Linked DNA regions of Sus scrofa: region 1 is linked to region 2. A link is a contact called in public HiChIP or PLAC-seq data. All regions are on one chromosome and are shown on one strand. The core of a region is the stretch at or near the end of the contact, and the rest is flanking DNA. Distances in the headings are between cores, read along the strand shown. Region 1 has its middle 42 kb from the start of LRCH1. Region 2 overlaps LRCH1 (leucine-rich repeat and calponin homology domain-containing protein 1).

Region 1 (2,916 bases), core at 388-2,887, 92 kb before region 2:
TCTTCCCAAGAAACTATCACCACATTTCAACTATTCCAATAAATCAGAAGAAATGACTTCCACCTGAGCTACTAGAGTAACTTAGGGTGAAAGTTGACCAATTGAGAAGAACTGTTCACTGGAGTTCCCATAGTGGCGCAGTGGTTAACAAATCCAACTAGGAACCATGAGGTTGCAGGTTCCATCCCCGGCCTCGCTCAGTGGGTTAAGGATCTGGTGTTGCTGTGAGCTGTGATGTAGGTCACAGACGTGGCTCGGATCCCGCGTGGCTGTGACGTAGGCCAGCAAGTACAGCTTCGATTAGACCCCTAGCCTGGGAACCCCCATATGCCATGCGAGCAGCCCTAGAAAAGGCAAAGACAAAAAAAAAATATATATATATATATATATATATATGTAAAACTGTTCAGGTTAGCCTTTTTATTCCTGAAGTTCACTTATAAAATGTCAGCCTTACTTCATGCTGCACGAAATCTTTGAAGGAAAGCAAAAAGGCTGATGATCAAGTTGTTTTTTTTTTCTTTTCTTTGTCAAGAAGAAGAGGAAAATGAATATTGCTATCATTTGAGAGGAAAGTGGCAAAACCACAAGCCATTTGCCTGGCTTGTGACACTTTATTTCTCAGCACGAAATGTCACATGGATCCTATATCCTGTTTAGCGCAAGGAACTGTTATTCATCCCGCACAGGGCAGCATTTGGAATTCATTTATCTGAGTCCCGTAGCCCCGTGCTCATAATACCTACGGTGGGAGGCTCTGGTTTCACCCTCCAGAGCAACAAGGAGACCTCTCAGATGGTATGCAGATCACATGCATCAGATTTTGTGCAAGAGTCAAGATTTGGTTCCGAGGGGACAAATAAGAATAAAGAACAAAATAAAACAGGACAACAAAACAAAGCTAAAAGAAAGAGGGGAATTAATGACAACAACAACGGAGAGCAACCCGTTAATCCAGGAGAAAAGTACATAACATCGTTTTCATTATTAGGATTCTCTTGGTTTTTACCCTCACTCGAGTCAGCCAATAGGGTTCCCATTTAATTCCCAAGGGGCCCTTCTGGTGTCTAGGAAAAATGCCAACCAGGATGGTTCAGAAAAATCTATTTACTCCCCAAAGAAACACGGGAGACCACTTCTCTTCTTGCTCTGATGTTTATCCTCCTCTTATTTCCTATAGGGACTGACGTGAAAATCCAAAAACCAAAGGCTTACCTGTGACATCCAGGAACGGCGACCGATGGGAAGTGGGCCAGCCACAGCCTACTCATCCTGGCCAGGGCCGAGGAGCCTCCAGCGGGGGTGTGGAGGCAGGACACACTCTAGCAAAAGGAGAAGAAAGGTGAGGACCCAGCCCCGTTCCCAGGAGGACAACCAGTGCAGAGCGGACCTGATGCCACTCAAGCTTACACGTTGTCAGGAGGGCAGTGACCTTTATTTTATCCCCAAATGTAGAGGAACAAGCCACGTACTCCCCCACTGCAGTTCCAGATCAATCATATGTTTCCTGGTTGGTTCTTTTTTATTATTATTCATTTCCTAAACTTCAGACTCATATATCTAAATGCCCACACAGTGTCTAGCTCAGCCTCAGCAGTGCTGAAACGCATCCTCTTCTTCCCTAAATCAGCACTTCCTCTATCTCCTCTGTCTCACTTAGTGTGAAGGCACCACTTCAACCCAGCCATACAGGCTACAAACTGAGAAAGCATCTCATTTCCACCCTCTTCCTCAACCCCACTCCCTACCCCGGCCTCACGTCACCAGTTACTAAATTCTGGCTAATTTACCAACCACTTCTCAGTTCCTCCCGCCAGCCTTCTCTTTTTTCTGTATGACACTTAAAGAATGTTTGGGTTTTGAGTTCCAGCTATGGGCAATGGGTTAAGGATCTGACTGCAGCGGCTTGGGTCACAGTAGAGGTGCGGGTTAGATCCCCGCCTGGCAGCAGCGGGTTAAAGGATCCAGAATTGCCACATATGCAGTCTAGGCCACAGCTGTGACTCAGATTCAATCCCTGGCCCAGGAGGTGTGGCCATAAAATTAAAAAAAAAAAAAAATAGGCTGGTTTTGACTGAATGAAAAAGGATCTTCCCACCCGATTTTTTAGTGTTGGGCTGGAGAGAGAAAACAGAACAGGATTTCACGAAGCTGCCTGAGACGAAGGACTACTAAAGAGGGCTATAACCCAAATTTCCGCCGCTTTCATCAGCCCGTCACTGAACTACTTCTCAAAATTGATCCTCTGTCCTGTCTTTCCGACACCTTGTTAATGAGGAACTGTGGGGAAGGGGAGGCCAGGAGGGACAGGACCAGGGCCCATCTCGGGGGATTTTCCTGGACATCAGGCGGTCCCGCCTGCGGGTTTAGAAGAAACACCTCCATGGGTAAATCTCCAGAGGGCCGCGCTGTGACTGCCAAGCGGCAGGGGATGGAGGGGCACACGGGCACAGCCGGGGGCCTGGGACCCGCAGAGCTTCAATGTCACGTGTCACGTTCCATGTCGACGGCTGTACCTGAGCTCGGGCGCACCATCTGGGTCCACCAGAAGCCCCTCGCAGTTGCAGGGGACGTCGCTGGGGTACAGTGGAGACCAGGTGATGAACGTGGGGCAGGTCGCGAGGGCCGCGGCGGGGTCACTGGGCGTGGCCAGAGAGGGGGGTGGAGGGCGTCGTGCGCCTGCGCGACCTTCACCTCGCACTTGCCCAGGGCCTGAAGTTGAACTGCTACCCGCCATTCGGTGGAATGAGGAGCCAGTTCAGGATCTGCTGGTTCTTGGCGTTTTCCTGATGTCCAAACTGGTGGCAGGGAAAGCGGAGCAACACCAGGCCCCAGGGCCAAGGCGCCATTGACGTCCGTTCATCTAGGTGTCCTCAGAACCTTTGTGCCCCAGAGCAACGCTGCCTCCCCGGCCAC
Region 2 (3,224 bases), core at 153-2,652:
GTTGGGAAAGTAATTAAGAATGACAGACATCTCTTTCCACGTAATAAATCATAACTTTAATTCTCAAGCTTTTTTAGTTGTAGCATCAAAAGTCTTTCAACAGCTGTAAAAAAAAGACTAAAAACCACCGTATCTTCTCCACAGTGTTTGTCCAATCGTTGCCTATTAGAAACGCAACGTCAGTTTCTCCTGCCAGACCTTTTATAGGAGACTTTATCTTCTCCTGACCAAGGCTTATGAAATTCCACAGGAGTAGAATAAAGGTGAATTTTGTTTGGGGGAAGAAAAAAAAAGGCTTTACAAAAGTAAGCAGTTACTGAGTTCCCGTCATGGCGCAGTGGAAACGAATCCGACTAGGAACTATGAGGTTGCGGGTACGATCCCTGGCCTCACTCAGTGGGTTGAGGATCCGGTGTTGCCTTGAGCTGTGGTGTAGGTTGCAGATGTGGCTTGGATCTGGTGTTGCTGTGGCTGTGGTGCAGACTGGCAGCTGTAGCTTCGATTAGACCCCTAGCCTGGGAATCTTTATATGCCGCGGGTGCGGCCCTAAAAAGACAAAAGACAAAAAAAAAAAAAAAAAAAAAAAGACAAAAAAAAAAAAGAAAAATGTAACCAGTTTTGGGACTTTCAAAAAGCAGAAGTTTCAAAAAGCCATGGTTCCTATTTTCGTACTGGACTGGAAGAAGGCGGAGCTGAGACCCGAATAGTGGTGCTGGGGGAGGGGGTTTGAGTCACAGTCAGAAGCACGTCTTGAGTGCTTATTGGTTTCATTCCAAGCCAGTGTTGGGCTGGTGAAGTCTCACCTTTCCCTGCAGCTCTGAAGAAACACTATGATCCCAGGGCACGCCACCCCCCCCCAGGGTGGGGACCTGCGTCCTGTCCTGTACCCCCGAACGTTTTCTGCCTCAAAGAGGCAGCGTGAATGGTGCACTCTGATTCAGTGACAATAAATCTGAGTCTTTATTTTTCCAGAGAGATAAAAAAAATCATTTGTTATTTTGCAAGGATCCCATATCAGTTGCATTATGTCTGTTGTATGTTTCCATTTCCGTGATGGAAGATGCTTGGTGTGACCATGAATATAAGTAGGAGAAAACCGGGCATCTTTTCATCCTGCGTTTTTATCTTAAGCATATGGGTGGAAAGGAACTATTCTGAAAAACAGAGATATCTTTGTTAGTGTGTGAAAGAACGCCAGCGACTTCTAACTTGAAGTTACATTCAGATGAGACTTTAAAGGCATGAATAGACAAAGGGAATGATTTTGAGGAAGTGCCTTCTGGAGATGGTGGGAAATCCCGTTGTGGGTAGACAGGCGGCTGGTGATTGGATCAGAGCCCCTCAGATGTTGTGGTGGCAGAAGCTGGTGGTCAGACCATTAGTCCATGGTGATTGGCGCCTTGCCTGCTGGATTTGGGGGAGTGAGGGGTGCATTTGCAGTGCCTCCCACAGATGGTCATTTGTGTGCACTGTATGCAGCTCAGAACACCCGAATTTTCAAGTGGCCTTTAAAAGGTTTGCATAGACTTCATATTAATTACTCTAAGTCTAGGAAAGTTTCCAAGTTGCCTAATACAGCTGGTCCTTGTTATTCGAGGGTTCCGTATTTGTGAGTTTTCCTACCTGCTCAGATTTGTTTTTTGCCCCCAAATCAGTACTTCTGTTGCTCTTGGGCTCATTTGCAAATGTGTAGACTGGCAAAAAAATTTGAGTTGCTGGAGGCAATGCTCTACCTTCTTGTTTCAGCTCTCGATCTAAACAAGCAGCCGTTTTGCTGTGGTAACACGCTTTTTGCATTTCTGAGCTTTCCTTCACTGATTTCACTGTTTAAATGCCCCCAAGCGTCGTGCCCAAGTCCTGTCTGTGTTTCTGAGTGCAAGAAGGCTTGAGGTGCCTTTTGGAGAAACTGCATGTATCAGGCAGGTGTTGCAGGGCCGTGGGCTGTGAGTACAGTGTGGTAAGGAAGGAATCCGTATCCTGTGTCGCGTAAGGTGTTTTTAAACCAGAAACGCACGTAAAACAAGATTGCTCTGTTCAAGTTGACCTTCCAGAACAGAACACAACTAGCATATATAATGAGGATCAGCTTTATTTATTTATTTACTTTTTCTGTCTTTTTTTGCTATTTCTTTGGGCCGCTTCCGAGGCATATGGAGGTTCCCAGGCTAGGGGTCGAATCAGAGCTGTAGCCCCCGGCCTACGCCAGAGCCTCAGCAACGTGGGATCCGAGCCGCGTCTGCAACCTACACCACAGCTCATGGCAACGCCGGATCGTTAACCCACTGAGGGAGGCCAGGGATCGAACCTGCAACCTCATGGTTGCTAGTCGGATTCGTTAACCACTGCGCCACGACGGGAACTCCAGGATCAGCTTTAGATAAGAGCTTCTCTTCTCCCCCTCCCGCCCCCAAAGTTGGACAAGCGTAGTTAGAGGCCAAACCAGATGACCCTCCCCAACAGCACCCAACATTCTGGGAACCCCTGGGAGGTTTTGATCCCATGTTATAGTTGGTCTGTCACTGCAAGGGCGGATCTGTGTTGGTGTGCAGTTCCGCAACCCCAGGTACGCTAAAAGGACAGCAGAATTCGAACGTCACAGTTTTTGAGGCGGTTTCAAAGTAAGTCAGTGTCTGGTACACGCTTTCCTCCACAGGTTCCAGAAACACTGCTCTTTCTTTGTGTGCGAAGTGGCCTCTTTGGCACCTTGCTCGCGTGGTTTCCTCTGGCCTTCTTGCAGCCGGGGTGCCTCAGTTCAGCGCACAATCCGAATAAAAATAGACAGCACAGGAACTTGCCTGTCTAGAGGAAAGAGATGGTTGCAGATTTTTAGAAGGTTTTGCGTCTGAGTGGCTGATACATTACAAGCTCAAAAAAAAAAAAAAAAAAAATCCAGTTTCAGAAAATTCAAAGGAAAAATTTGTCTGTCTTTTTAGACTCCCCATGCCTTTTTCTTTTGTAATTTCACACCCCATCCCCACCCCTGAGAGAAAAAAAAGGACACAAACAAAACAGCCCTGTTCTGTGTTTTGAGGAAATGGAATGGGAAGGCTGTTTGGTTAGACAATGAATTAAAGATTCAGAACTTCCTGGATGGGCTTTTTGGAAGGGAAATGTGTGTGGCTGCAAAGCCTGAGATTCAGCTTCCACAGGACACTTGAAAAGTTTGTTCTCAGGAGCTCTCTGACGGCCTAGGGGGTTGAGGCTCCTGCATTCTCACTGCTGTG

Evidence for each region. HiChIP or PLAC-seq counts read pairs in DNA pulled down with a chosen protein or histone mark.
Region 1: a contact with region 2 is called in an H3K27ac HiChIP or PLAC-seq map of alveolar macrophages. The contact joins two enhancer-like sites. A contact is called at or near these places in 2 of 47 Hi-C or Micro-C datasets (epiblast stem cells and retroperitoneal adipose tissue) and 2 of 2 datasets of contacts at active chromatin or transcription factors (alveolar macrophages and skeletal muscle).

What each region holds. Positions count from the first base shown.
Region 1 is chr11:20,947,587-20,950,502 of Sscrofa11.1, reverse strand. No RefSeq gene overlaps it. Among named protein-coding and RNA genes, the nearest start is that of LRCH1, 42 kb to the right of the region's middle. Within about 2 kb of position 1,637, at least 11 of the 83 cell types and tissues checked have an H3K27ac peak or open chromatin away from gene starts, as enhancers often do. A contact at or near this core is called in alveolar macrophages and retroperitoneal adipose tissue, where this site is marked.
Region 2 is chr11:20,855,454-20,858,677 of Sscrofa11.1, reverse strand. The region is part of intron 1 of LRCH1 (leucine-rich repeat and calponin homology domain-containing protein 1); the gene reads left to right. Among named protein-coding and RNA genes, the nearest start is that of LRCH1, 50 kb to the left of the region's middle. Within about 2 kb of position 1,402, at least 14 of the 83 cell types and tissues checked have an H3K27ac peak or open chromatin away from gene starts, as enhancers often do. A contact at or near this core is called in alveolar macrophages and retroperitoneal adipose tissue, where this site is marked.